2 separate regions of the Anas platyrhynchos genome follow, and region 2 is linked to region 1. The links are chromatin contacts, called in public Hi-C maps. All regions are on one chromosome and are shown on one strand. Each heading gives the region's core, a stretch centred on a gene start, on an enhancer-like site or on the middle of the called end of the contact. The rest is flanking DNA. Distances are from core to core; before and after follow the strand shown.

What was found. A called contact is a pair of places that touch in the nucleus more often than the background predicts.
Region 2: a Hi-C map of skeletal muscle shows a contact between it and region 1, with 2.4 times the contacts expected there. The contact joins the enhancer-like site here to the promoter of LTO1 in region 1. A contact is called at or near these places in 5 of 8 Hi-C or Micro-C datasets (F5 follicle, liver, skeletal muscle and 1 more).

The regions. Positions count from the first base shown.
Region 1 is chr5:47,809,676-47,817,637 of IASCAAS_PekinDuck_T2T, reverse strand. LTO1 (LTO1 maturation factor of ABCE1) reads left to right here and starts at 4,748. Exons shown (of 8, transcript XR_011809772.1): 1 at 4,748-4,906; 2 at 4,995-5,100; 3 at 7,167-7,237. FGF19 (fibroblast growth factor 19) reads left to right here. Exons shown (of 5, transcript XM_038180520.2): 5 at 1-1,990. The coding sequence ends at 41.
Region 2 is chr5:47,933,116-47,940,370 of IASCAAS_PekinDuck_T2T, reverse strand. No RefSeq gene overlaps it. Among named protein-coding and RNA genes, the nearest start is that of FGF3, 54 kb to the right of the region's middle. Within about 2 kb of position 4,335, at least 1 of the 8 cell types and tissues checked has an H3K27ac peak or open chromatin away from gene starts, as enhancers often do.

The DNA of each region.
Region 1 (7,962 bases), core at 3,499-5,998:
CCAAACTGTCTCCAGTGAAGAGCCCCAGCTTTCAGAAATGATGCTGATTACACACACGGTTTTAAAGAAATGTTGCAGAATATTGCAGGTGGTTAGCTTCTCGTGTAGTGATGTTTCAAACTTTTTTTTATATATTTCAGTATGGAGCCAGTCTTTTCCATACAGTGTGTTGTACCGGTAAGAGATGAGTGCTCAGAGGCTATCTTCTAAAGAATTGCCTATCCGTAGGGTTTTTTTTGAGAAAGAAGGATTAAATAAGAAAAGCTTAATGCATTCATTGGAGTTCCTCCATTAACGTGGTGATGATGAAATAATTACAGTTTTTGTACATCCAATTCATTGCCACCTATGTTCACCTGTTATTTCTGCTCACAGGAGCAAATGCAGAAAACCTTTTTGCAGTTCACGGGAAGGTTCACAATCTGGTAGCTTCAGAGGCTTCAAAATCTGGTAGCTTCAGAGGCTAAAGACAAACATTCGGAACAAAATATGATTAAGGAAGACCTAGCAAATGTGGTTATGTGAACTAGAGTTAATGCTGTCTCTTGAAAAGCTGCTGACAAGGTTCTGGGAAAACTTTCTATTGAAAGCATACCACTGAAAAACAATTCCGCCTGTATATTGTGCTTTTTCTTCCCTTAGGAAAGAAGGGACGAAAGGGAAATATTTCTTCCTTCCCTTATTGCTAAGGGGTACTTCAGAAAACTGGATCTTTGATTTTTGTATAGGCTAATTTATGTTCACTGTGGGATCTGCATCATCCAGCATAGATTTCTCATTAACATTAGTGGGAATTCAGCATGGGGGTTGAAGTGTGTACAGAACTAGCATTTCTGGTTTTCACGTAGGGAATAAGCAGTTCAAATCTGTGTTCAAATACAGATTCTGTTGTATATACAAATGTATGTCATGAGCAAATGGAGAGAAAGACTGAAAATGGATAATGCATAGGTCACATCAATTGCAAAGCGGATTTTTCATGTTTTATATGTAGCCATCAGCAATTCTTTTAAGTCCTTTCAGGCTTGATTCTGCATCAGTTGAAATCAGTGGAGAGACAATATAGTGACATAAACGAGAACTGGGACAGCCATGCCATTCTTCTTGCAGGAAGGGATCATGGCTACTTTGTGGCTAAAAAACATATGGCTGATGTCTTCAGTTCTGTTCTCCCCATATAACAATTTGATAAAGGAATAAACGAACTGAAACCAAAGGGAAAAAAACAAAAACAAAAACAAAAACTTCAGGATTCCACTCATTTCTAAAGGTTTACTTATAATAGAGATTTCTGTACAAAAGCTCTACTGGAAATACTGGTGTTTTTTCTGACCTAGCACTTCATTGCCAATGCAATATTTATAATTAATTTATTGAATACATACATCTGTTTATTTTGTTACTGTTATTTATGCGCGAAATTCTATTTATATACTCCTGAAGGTGGGTTTTTTAGTTGTAACAAATTTTGTGAAGTTTTGTAATCATGAAATTTTAGGAAACAATAGCTTTTTTCTGTGCATTATCAGTAGTGTAATGTGTACATTTGCAATAAAAAATCATCTTCAACATGGAAATGTATCTGACTCTTTTGTAACTGTGAAGTAGACACTTCAAGGAGCTTTATCAAACCATGGAGTCTGGGTCCACAGCACCTGTGTGGAGAGGTGCAGCTGAAGTACAACACAGAGTGAGTTTCCCAAAGCCAGTTAGGGCCAATGCTGGACTTCAAGTCCGTCTGCCGCCAGTTGCTGCTGAGCTTCACATGAAACTGCAAGTCTAAGAAAAGTATCTTTGTCATGGAAGGGTTTTGGAAATGGCTCCTTCTTCAGCGAGGATTTGCGGATGGCTGCAGCCAGAGCAAATTTCCAGCACAGGCAAAGCTGCATGCTGGTACGCCAGCATCTGCACATTGTGGGCACTAAAGGTAGCAATTTCCAACCAGACTTGAACCACACTACATGCTCCATGAGTGGATTTTTATATTAATACATCAACCATCCACCTGCAAAACACAAAAGCGATGTAGGTAGAAGGCTGATCTCTTTTACAGAATGGCACCATACTTATCAGTGCACCTGGGGGGGGGGGGGGAAATGGCCGTGTTGCCTGAAAAAGATCTTTATTTCTGGCAGGAAAAGAGGGACTGAACATTTCAGTTTGGAAATGCTGCAAGGGTGACTCACAGGAATTGCAGATTTCTTGGCTGCAGAACATCTCCCATGGTGTTTCATATTCTCCTTTGTGCTAAGCCACTGCCGCACATCCGGAGGGTTCCTACTCTTCATGTGTTGGGAGACACAGTCCTGACTTTCTAGTTGTTTTATTTCAAAAGTTTTTGTGCTTTGGGTATTCTGTTTTGTTTGTTTGGTTGGTTGGTTGGTTGTTTTTTTTTTTTTGTTTTGTTTTTGTTTTGTTTTGTTTTTTTCTTTTTCATTTCTGTTTTTGATCAGACACTATATTATTTTTGAACATCAGGTATGTGTCAAGACCCTTTCATAAAAATCAAAAAACAGAAAACAAGCAAACTAAGACAGTCTTGATGGGAAACACAACAAATGACAGAATTCAGGGGGCACACTGTTTACATTAACCAGTGAGAGATTTTAAAGTAGATTTAACATTATTGTGAATATTGTCAAGAGCACAAAGTCGAGCATCCTTACATATGTGAATAGCATCTTGTGACCCTATTTGCTGACACCTTTGGGTCTGCATCTTCCACCACCAGCACGGTGTTCCTTACTGTAACAGCATGGTTAGAGGTTGGTTCAATATTTATTCAGACAGGGGGAAGAATGCCAGGAGCTAAATTACCCACACCACTTCCTGAAGCACTTTAGTTTCCCTTGGAGGTTTCCCATCCAAGCTCTGACCAGGCCTGGCTGCTTTGCTTATGAAAAGTGACAAGATCCCTGTGTGAGGTGGAACGATTACTGGAAAATGCTTTCCCTGCCATTAGACACCTGACTCGGTCAGGAACTTGGTGTGCAAAACCTTTGAACACCATTGTCTTCGGTTCTGTGGGAATGCAAACAGCACCACCACCGCGCACGTTTTTGCTCTGCGCTATGTGAGCCTTGGCTGGCCACCATCTCTCAAAGACAGTAAGGCAATTGCCAGGCTTTCCTTTGCAGGAGTAGGTTTTACAGCTGTAAAGGGTTTTAAAAGGTCAGGTGTCAAATGTCTCCTTGTGAAGTCTCAATTAGAAGCTATGATGTGTAAATACGAGTTGTAAGAGTAGTGAGAAAGCTATAGAAAAGGAGATACTGGGCATCTCCATTTCCACTCTGGGGAAGTGTGAAGAGCTGTAAAACCTTTATTCAGGAACCGAAGTATCAGTGTTACCCCTGCTCCAAGTACTGAAACTATGTTCATGGAAACCCTGGGACAAGGAGAAGGACTTGTTCGTTTAATAATAATAAAATAAATGTACTTTCTTTTCTCCAAAAATGTATGATAGCCAACCCTCCTTTCAGGCGGCATCAGATGTGATGAAAGCAGAGATACGTTTGCCTTGGAAGCAACTGGAAGTGGGAAAAACACATCATTTAGACTCTGAATTACGGGTGACTTTGTGACTGTCCAGGCATACAGCAAGTTTCTCAGGAACCCTGACAGATGAAATGGATTGCTGAGAACACGTAAGAATACCCCAAAATGAGAGCAGTGTTTGGTAGACTTCTTGCTAGAATACTGTTATATTTGCAACATAATGAATCAATCCACCTACCTACTGAGATCAAAGCCCTTGCTTTGCATTAACTTCCAAAGATATAAATTGTAGTCATTAGCTTTGGAGTTACTTTATATTTCCACTGGCATCATATGGTTAGTGAACAATACGTGTTTGTGATTGTGAGACAGTACAGTAGATACACACCTTGCAAACCTTCAGTGATTTAATTTCACGTAATGTCCATCGACACCTAAGCATTAAATTAATGCAGAAAACGAGCTGGCTGACTGACTGCAGTCACTCCTTACAAATCAATATAGCCTGTTGCGATGGAGCATTTTTAATGAACAGTGATTGGTGCATCTCGTTAGCTAAACCTTTACTAGTATGAATTTGATTTTGCTCTAGTGGTTTTATTTATTCTGTAGACACGTCTCAGGACCTCGGAGCCGTCTATTCAATCCCCTGCCTGTGTTTGTCTCAGAGGCTAACAGACCGGCTGTACCGCTGTGTGGATTGGTGTCCGCAGAGCCACACATTTCATGAAATGTCTCAAGTCTAATTACCTGAAGAACCAATAAGTTAGCGTATGTATTTATAAATAAGGACAAATGTTTTGTTTTACCAGTGTTCATTTGTAACAATAAGTGAATGTTGTAATAGACCGGCATACTAACGGTTGGCCATCTAACTACATAAAAAATACACTAATTGAAAGTCGAAAGCGTCTCGGATCCAAACAAAAGGGGCTTGTGGTAGTTTCCACAACTCCTTCTGTCAGGAGTTAGCCGTACTGGTCGCTGGGTGCATGACTTGGTGTTTGCCAACCGCCAGCCAGGCTGACAGGAAAACAAACGCAAGCTGCGCCATCCAGAAACCAGGCTGCTGGCATAACTTAACGCACAGTAAGGATCCATCCCGCTATTGTCACGGGAGGGAGGCGCAGCTCGCCCACAGCTCCCTATTCCCTTTCCCCGTCCCACCCCGCTCTGTCAGCGGCGCGCTGCCGCCCCCTGCCGCCTCAGGGCCGGCGCGGGCCGTTGGTGCTGGCGGCGGCCGTTAACCGTGCGCTTCCCGCGCGCGGCCCCAACGGCTCGCCGTCCGCTCCCGGCCTGCCGCGCGCCGCGGGGCCGCGCTGAGGGAGGGCTCTGGCGGCGTCATGGCGGCCGCCGCGGCCCCGGGGCCCGGCCCGGACATGTTCGAGGAGATCGTGATGGCCGAGCACAGGTAGGGCAGCCCCTGCCTGGCGTCTGAACGGCAGAAAGTGAAGTGGGAACCAGCGTCAGAAACCGTCCGTGTGTGTGTGTGTCCGCAGGTTCCACGGCGAGGGCTATCAGGAGGGCTACGCCGAAGGCCGCCAGGCTGGGGCTGCTGAGGGGAGGAGGCACGGGGCGCGCCACGGGGCCAGGGTGGGCGCCGAGGTAAGGGGGAAGGCGCCTCAGGTCGCGGGGCTGGGGGCTGTGTCGCGAGGAAACTGTTAAATAGGCTTTTTTTTTTTTTTTTAAAGTTTATTTGATCCCATTTTGATTTATTTTTTTTTCTCCTGAAAGGAAGGATAAGAGAGAAATCAAATAAACATGCTCGAGACAAATTGTATATGTTGATTTCTTTAACCCAAAATTTAACCCCCGGACCATCCTCTGTGGTTCAGCATTAGGGAAAACCATGCGGTGTTGGCTCTTCACCCAAGTCACTTTCCTCCAACAGGACAATTCTGGTTGTCTGTGTTTTACTCTCTGCTACTTCTAACATTGGGAGAGTTTGTCAGGTGAATATTGCTACTGGCAGAACAGCAGCAATTATGTTAATCCATTATGAAGTGAAATCGGTAAACCCAAATTCTGAAAGGATGGTTATTATAAAATTTTGGTTTACACTTGGTGTGATACAGAGATATATAGTGATGAAATATTTTCCTAGTGATGCTACAGCTCTGAAGTTCTAAGAAAACAGCATTGAACAGCAGCTTCTAAATACAGATGGCTGTATGCAAAACTGTCCTGTGTAGGCCATGATATAGGAGAAGTGCACTGATCTACTTATGTTGGGAAGTTCCTGAAGAGACTAAAATTGTAGATAGGGAGTCATGTGAAGGGATGAATTGGGCAGTTTTTGAACTGTCAGCCGTGAGCAGAACTACAGTACTGATCTGACAGGGGCCTTGCTTGATAGAGAATTAAATTAAGATGTTACAAATAAAACGTTTGTTATCCATCATATCTTTTAGGCGGTATTGGACACAGTATCCACTAGGGCTCAAGCAGAAGATTGTGCCCCTGTGGTAGGGCGCTGCTAATTCTGCTGAGCATACCGCTGTGAAGCGTCCAAGGGCACATGTCTCCAGCCCGCAGCAGCTTGGTGCAGCTAGGTACCAAGTCTGTGGGTTGTCTCCACCTACCTGGAGACTCCAAGCAGTTTTGGTGCACGCAGGTGAAATTGCCTCACTTCAAATATGCTTAAGCACTAAATGAAATGTTAAGTCCCAAACCCACGTTTGAGCCTTAAAATAAATAAATAAAATACACGAAGTAACAAAAGTTGATCTGTGTACCATATCAAACATAACTGCCAGGAGACTGGTATTCCCAAACATTCTTGCTTTACTCTGAAGTGGTTTTAAGGTTATGGGAACTTCCAAGTTAAACTATGTTTACTACGTTTAAATGGCAGGTGTATGCACATGTGGACTGAAGTGGGATTAGGCTATAATTTTGGACTTAACTACCTTGAAGTCAGCTCACTTATGTTTTAAGTGTCTGTGTTGTTTTTCTGAGAATGCTAAATCATTTTAGAAAGAGACTCCAGCTGACTTACAAGCTGGTGCATTGAAGAACATATTCTTATTATATTCCAGTATATTCCTATTTGATTACAGTTGTAATGAAAAGCTCTCTGGCAGCAAGACTGGCTTAGTCAGCTTCCTGTGCTTCTTTCTGATTCTGTGCTACCCTCATGAGTTAGGCTAGTAACATTCTTTGCATATTAACTCAGAAAAAATGTGTTTTCCTGTTTGGTTGACTTGGCTGCTCCCTCAGCCAAGCTGGTACAGCTTTTTCTGGGGCTGTACAGGAGCTGCTTAAGCTGACACTGCTGCAAAAACACATACTTACCAAAGCATCTTAAATAGGTTGTTTCTGAATTATTTCCCTACTGCCATACATCAGTTTCATAAATTTTGAGGTTCAGAGGGTGTCAATATGGATAGTGTTTTGCAGGACTGCTGTTCATGCTGCATTTTAAATACTGTTTTCATCTGATGCTAAACAGATTTCTTACAAGAAGTGTTCTGACTGTTGTACTGGGTAACACAGATATCCCTCATTCATCTTACCCTAATTTATTGAGCTTTTCAACATGAAATGTGTTTGTATAGGCAATAAATTGTTTCCTGAAGAGTGGGATATAATGTAGTACTGTTTGTATACATTTGTTTAATGATTTGTATGCATATGTTTATTTTTTTCATGGTATTCTTATAAATTCCTAGATCGGCAGCTACCTTGGCTTTGCACTGACCTGGCAGTGTCTGCTCAGCAAATGCACAGATGAAAAGAACAGGTAAGGTTTAAAAAAAAAAAAAAAAAAAGGTTCCTTCAATAGTTTTTCAGATTATTCAAATTATATTGTTCAGTTTTGCCTTCTCCCAAGTTAAAAAAATATATATATTGAAAACCAGAAGGGTGAGCAGAGATTTGTTGGGATTATATCCTATTCTGGACCATGTGATACTGAAAAGAGGATAAGGGAACTTGGTTTCTTCACGCTAAAGAAGAAAAAACAAAGGAGATAGCTAATTGTACTACATAAAGGGAAGTCCTAGAGACTTATTCTTTGCAGTAGTGTGCAAAGGATAATAAGCACCTTTCACAAGCTGAAACTATTGAATTTCTGATAGGGTGTAAAGAGAAAACCCTTACCAGTGTGAGCAGCTAAGCAGTTTGACAGGTTGACCAAGTTGACAACAGAAGTTCCATCGTTGTAGATTTTTCAAAGTATGTTTGGAGATGGTACCAAGCAACTTTCTCTGGCCTTAAAGTTAGTCCTGCCTTGGGCGGAAGGTAGGCTAGATGACCTAGGCTAGACTTCCTTTCCAACCTATATTTTTCTATGACATCCATTCTGTTATCTGTATGGAAAGTAATATGAGCTTATGAAATGTTAGTAACACCACTTCAGCATCAGAAAGAATCAAGTGTACTGACCACTCATAGACCTTTTCTAACTAAAAAGGTATGATAATTGTTAAAAGGGTGACATGTTAATAGCTAAACAATATTATTGAT
Region 2 (7,255 bases), core at 3,086-5,585, 120 kb before region 1:
AAAGTTTCTGTTTCTGTTCTGTATTACAGATGTGTTGATTCATTGCTGTAAAGATTTTCTAGTAAAACATCAAACATTATTTGATGCAGATGAAGGCAAGGCAGACAGCCAGGCACAGGGCACAGTTTGAGAACATGATGAGGCCTTTGTGGTTCTCTAAGTCATGTTTTAAAATAAATTGCAGTAATAACAATGCTGTATTGAGATATTGCAACTGTTTTCTTATTTCAGTCACTTGTTTTCAACTCTCATTGAGACAATGATCTTTCTTCTTCCCTCTAGAGATATTTATAATGATGCATGAAATGTCAGGAATCACAAAATAAGGTATTAATTTAAATCCAAACTGACTTTTTATGATCAACTCCACCACAAATGTGGGATGCAGTGAGATTTTCATTCTCTTAATTGCTCTGGGTTAATACATTCTGAGTACTGTGACACTTTGTCACGTTACTGATTATTACTAATTTTGTCTTAATTCTGAAAGTACTTTTATCTTTCAATGGAAAACTATTCAGTTATAATTTTAAGCCTTGACTTCATTTTAATGGCCTTCTCAGCCATGCTGCCTTCTCATAAAGAAGACCCGATGTGCTGGTTGTCATTGTTTAGCACAAATATCAAAACATGCTACCTTGGCAAATGCTTGGCACATAATCTTTGTTTGTAATACATGCTAGGGAATTCTGAAACTAAAGCAATATTTTTGATATAGTAGTATACTATATAGTATATTAGATATAGCAGTATTGAAAGCAGTATTTTTTATAAGAGATTCATTACTGTGATATTAAGCAGGCTAAAACACACAACGTCTAGCGCTGGCTATTGATATTTGCATTTGGAGTATCTGGGAACTTAGTATGTTTCTGACTTTCGCTTGAGATCTGAAAGATTTAAAAATATTTTTCATCCCTTTTTAAAAATTTGTTATACACACCATTTCATTCACCCTACACTTAGTTCATTCGATATGCAAAAATATTGTATACTTTAAAATGAACTCAGTAGTATAGTGTTTTCCCAGCAGTATTCACTGAGGCTTTACTTAACTGCATCATTATTAAAAGTCTGATGCACACTCCTATGCATTTTTATGGTGCTTATCACGACAATAGCTATGTGCAACACAAATATGAATATGAATATATTTGCAACATCTTTGTGAATTAATGAGGTGGAGTATTATCATTTTATAGCTTATAACTAAGACAGAGAGATCAATACAAATAACTTTCACTAACTATGTATTCAGCTTGAGACCTTTACGATGTGATTTTTTTGGAGAATAAGTACCAGGCAGCTCATACATTTTAAAGTGAAATGCCAGTTATCTTTAGTTACTTCTGTGAGTGCTTTGTTTTTCCATGGAATTCAGTAACAGAAGTCTGGCACCAAATGACGTGAAATTCAAGTTTTATCACTGTATGACAAAAATCAGATCAAAATAACTAGCCATTCTTTCCTACAGAGATTGGGGCAGTGCCAGTTAGGGAACATCCTGTTTCACTGAGGGGCATCATGCCCAAAAAGCTACTGTTTAAACAGACAGTGGCAAAAGAAGGAAAGCATTATTCCCATTTTTGTAAGAATAAAAGCAAAATCATAGGCAAATATGGGTAATTTTTCAAAAGCACATGTTGAACATAACTTAGCTACGGTCACTCAGGAAGTTTATGTGAAACATAGGTATGGCAGACAAGGATCAAAATGGCCTGGATATGGGGCTAAAGGACAAACTTGCTTTGAAAAACAGCTGAAGTGGAGATGCTACCACTTTGTAGGTGCATACAAATGCTGAGCTCCTCCTTGACTGTTATTTTTCCTAAAAACTGTGTAAGAAGCCACAGGCAAGGCCTCTTAGCAAAAACACTGTTTGATTTATTCTTATGTTGAATTACAGTGCTTATGACCTACTGTTGATAGAAGTGGCAAAAAGAAGATTTTTGGCTTCTCCAGTCAGATGTGAAAGACAGAACCTAGACCCAAAGTCTAGTACATAAGTCACAAGATCATCCTCTTCAAGACAAAAAGTTTGTATTAGTTTAAGACTATAATCTAGAGTAATTAGTAAAGTGATGAGCTGCACTCGGGAGCACAACAGTTACTCAGAAACTCCAAGGAGATGATTGATAGTAATTTCAAACTGTTTATCACCTTCATTCACTAAAAACATGTTTTAGCAGAAGAAAAGGGGAGAAAGGAGCAAGCACTGTGTCTAGCATTGTAACTCACTTCCATGGATTATTCTGGTGCGCCGAATTAACCCCCCAAAACTAACAAGAAACTGTTTCCCAGAAAACAGTCTCAGACTAGCAAGTTTTTTCAGCCTTATTTGCACTGCTGTTTATTTCGTGTGAGCTGATGAAAGTCCCAAGGGTTTACCTCTGACAAAAAGAGTGGGACAAACACACATGAGTGCCCAGCAGCTCAGCTCAGCTGTGGTCAGTCTGCCAAAGGAGATAATTCTGCCAAGCGAAATGGCTTCCAGGCTGTGCACTTCTGTGTCAAAATGACATTAGTGTATTTTGACATAAGTGCTGTCTTTTATCAGGGATAAGCTTCAAAGCCACAGAGATGGAGAGATGGGAAACTAGAGTTTGACAGAAAAAATAGAAGTTGACAGAAAAACATGAAGATAATTTGTTAAAACAAACCCAATACTCCAAGAACCAGTGATACCTTCAAGGATCAAATTTAGAGCAAAGGATGTTTTATTGATGTGTGACCATAGTTTTGGCATAATAGATAAATTTTCTCTGCAGAATATAGAGGAATTTTAAAAGTCTTGTGCCTTCTCTAATGACTGGAGCTCTAATGCTCCCTGCCCTGCTGATTAAAGAAGCTTAAACCAGGGTGCTCTGTTCATATGGAGAGTATGGAGCTAGTTAAAAAAGACAGATATGCCCACTCGTATTGATTTTGACATACATTATGGACAACTGAGATGCCTAAATAAAGTTCAGCAAGGAACTTTACAAATTAGGGGAGCACTTCAGTTTCACAGCTAGAGGAATGGATACATTCAGAGGTGAAATTATTTGCAAAGTTTGCACCCATTGCAGACCACTAATAACACCAAGACCTGAATGAGGTAACCCTGATCCTAACCTGGAGCTGAACCCCATAGCCCAATTCATTTTTGGCCAGCAGAACTGTTGAGGATTTCTAATATTGTGGCCGTGGCCACAAGCCTTTGGGTCACAGACTTTCCCTGAACTCACTGGTTGATCGCTGAATCTCACTGATTGATTACAGAGTACATGGGAAGCTGGATTAGTTTCTTGGAAATATGGAAAGAGGAACTAATACCATCATTTGTAGTAGTCATCACTGACGTTTCATAGCTCTTTGCTTAGCAACACAGAATGTCCATTAAATTCCACGGGCCAAAGCTTTGCTGAATGGGGTTAAAGGTTTCTAACTTCACATCAACAAAATTTCCTGCTGGAGTGCTTGTTAGGTCCAACAAGGTAGGTCATTTCCCTCCTGTGCATTTTGCTTCTCTTATCTCTGGTGACTCCAAAAGCACATAGGATTCACAGAAGCTAAAACTAAAACAACAACCTACATCCGGTCAATCAGGTCATCTCTGATCTTTCGGTCAGTCCCCTCTGACAGCCACACTGTCAATAAAAATGCTCAGAGATGCCAGTAATTTTAATTCCCCTTTCCCTTTCCCTTTCCCTTTCCCTTGAAGCCTGCAGAAGATAGAATGATCATTTTTACCTTCTTAGCCAGATTTCAGCACTCAGAGAAGGGTACTGCCAATTATGGGTGACATTGTTTCCTCTGACAGCTGTCTATTAGCATGACTGATGTCTGCTCCAGAAGCTTCTGCAGGGCACACATAGAGATCAAAGACTTCTATCTAGGTCCCCTACCTCAAAATATTTACTTGCTGTCATTTGGAAAGATAGGGAAGTCATGGCCTCAACATCTGACAACTCACTTGTGACACTTCCTAATGTGTCCCATTTGCCATCAATGTCCCCAGTAATATAAATAGGATATCACAAAGCCTACATTAGAGTAGTTTCCAGACAGAGGTAGCTAGATCAAATTCAACCTGGATAAAGCAGAGGAAATACAGCTAGGAAAGAGGAATCACTAGGAAAATGGCTTTCCACACAAGTATAGATACAGAACACAAGCCCTGAAGATAAATAGACTCAAAGACTTTTTTGATTCAAGTAGGGCCTCCAATCTTTAAGCCTAGATATACCTGCTTAGATTTGATTCTTAGGTTGTTGTTATTGCTTAACAGCATATAGTACAAAAGTATTAAGTCACTTCAGCCATGTGAGGCTGAAGAAAATATTGCATCATCTTATTTAGCAATCTAATTGTATAACTGCAGTATCATTGCTGAACTAAGCCAGGCATTCCTGAGGGAAGAGATCAGCTCCACAACAGTTTAGGACAACATTTTCAGACAGAAAAGAATATATTACAAATATCCTACCATATGGCAAATGAGTGAAAGTTATCTTACAGAGAGTTGCTTCTATTCTCTCTTTTAAAGGTCTCTTGAAGATCCCCATAAGCAGGAATTTCACTGTATAGCAAAAGGAGTTTTGCTGTATAGCAGTGACAGCACAAGCTAACAGACAATCCTGAAACATTATCTGTTTACAGCTGTGTATGCTGCTGCAAAGACTGCCAGATGAGTTCTGATGTTTAAAAAGTTTGTACCAGGTTGACTAAAGCATGTAGATATTTTAGTCTCATTAAAACCCTGGTGGAAATTGACAAGTTCAGCCCTTGTTCCCAATCCATGAAGCTGAGAAGTAGTTTATTACTATGTTTTTGGATGCTCATTTGAAGGCAAGTTGAAGTCATAGTCCTGCAGCTAACTCCCATAATGTATTGCTAATTTTTATAGCTGCTCATGGAATGGAAGTCAACCTGCTTGTTGCTCCCAGTATATTTTGTAGGGTTTTCATTTCTGGACTCTAGCCAAAGTGCGGTATTGTTCAGGTCCTTTGTCTTGCCATTAAAGTTCTTATTGTTACGGTTTTGTCTGTTGGGTCAATGAGATTAGATTTCATCAGCACAGCAAACTAAAAGAAAATACAAGTTATTAGATAATCATTAAAGCACATCTGTTGCTTTTTTTCAGAGTGCCAAAGTCTGAATTCCATTGAACTAGTGACATGGCACTTGACCAGCGCTTAGTTCAACTATGGTCAATGAGCTGCAAAAGGATTAAAATATTAGCAGCTAGTTGATTCAACCTAATCCCTGGCAGTTTTGTTTAGACTGTAAAGGAAGGTGCCTAGAGCAAAAGAGAATGAAACAATTGCAGTAAGAAAATGCTAACATTTTTGAGCCTGTTCCACAAACTGTGCTATACTGCTGCTCCATTTTGGTGTTGCGCCAAGACATCAGTTCCTCAGGTACTGTAAATACACTTTCACGCATATCCACCCTGAATCTCTTCAAAAGTGCCTGAGAACTTCACAGCCTGAAAGACTGGCTGGTAGAGAATGGAAACAGGTATTCCCCCATCATCCACACACCCAGAGTGAACAGCATTCTGGACTATGGATGAACACTGTTTCACAAACACCAGCTTCTTTTTTCTTTTCAAAAATTGTTCCGACATACATGTATACCATGAAAAATATTTTAAATCATAGGCTTTTTTCACATATCATTTTAATTTTTTAAAAGAAAACTTATATATGTTAAGTATATCTATTTGAAAAGTATTGGAAATCATATTTTTTTTTCAGACAAAACCTAGAATTTTCAAAGAAGCCTTCATGGAATGAAGTGCCCAGTTCCCATCAAATATAACTTGTAATTTAAACTTAAGATCTTAACATATAAGCACTGTATGTGTGTAATCAGGCAGCTGCATATGACTAATTCTACAAAGAATCTAAAGAGGAAGAAGACAAGAATCAATTTTTCATCATAAAAAAATATCACATAGCAGGCCAAACATGCTTAGGGTGCTTTACTTTTCTTAAATAATGGTCAGTGTTACTGAAAAAAATGTTACATTGGTCTGACAGTCATCAGCTAATTCAAGACTGGAGATACTTTATGATTTAGTATAGGACTCCTGATTTGCTTATTAAAGATTCCAGGATAGTCAAGTTGCACACAAGCGTGGAAAGGAAATTCTGTGATGGTTTTCTTCCAGCCCTGACCACAGCATAAATTCACAGAGTCACATCATCTAACTAACACAGACATTTACAGATGCTAATGACCCAATCCATAATCCACTAAAGATAATCAGCATTTTGTTGAGCTGGTGAATGCATCTGTGTAAGCGGAAGCTGGAAGTCTTGCTGGAACTGCATTTCACACATGCGCACGCATACACACACTCATGGCTCAACTTGTCAGCTAAATGTTGTCTTTCTTTAGCAGACTTTTTCCAAGTTGAAACTTGAAACTTCTTCCTTTAACTAGGTAGATGTATGAGGAAAATGTATGAGGAAAATGACTGATTTCTGCCTTGTTCATGTTAGCTGGTATTCCTCAAAGCATAATTTTTACCTGAGAAACACCTGCAAGGCCAGAACAGACTAGTGTTCTTTGGAAGCCTCACTACCTGAATTGGTTGAACTGCTACTATATGGAGTTTGGAAGTGTTTTGCTACCAATTAATTGCCACTTTTCAGGTAAATCTGCAGAAATGGAAATTCTTTTGCACTGGGTTTGATAATGATTTTACAAAATGTAAGCCACATATACAGGGGGGAGAAAGGGCTTAAGATGCATGTCAAGTTTAGCTAAACCCATGGATGCATATTTACAAGTGATCACTATTTTATTTTTAATCGAATGTCACCATCTCAGGTGTCCTTCTCTTCATGACTATTTTCAACAGCGCAGCAACATTCCCTTATAAGTATGTCCCTGCACTCCTTAATCCCAATAAATGGTTGCTCACACAGTTTCTCTGTATTGTACTCCTGGAATACGCCCTCTCACATATTACTCACCTGGGATATCAGTAATAAACAAGATAATTATGATAAGCCATCGAATCTGTAACTGGCAGTGAAAGGCAAATGGGAGATAAACCCTACAATTTGAAGTTTATAATTGATGAGTAGTTATTTCATCAATGATTTTATTTATAGCAAATCTCCTTTCTTTCTACCTGTTGGAATTCCTATTTTAATGAGCAAGAGGTTAGCAATACGACTCTGATACTCTTTAACAGGTGAAAAAAGGCACGTCTAAGAAAGCGCAGTGACTAGGTACCTCATGTTCCAGCTAAAGCAAT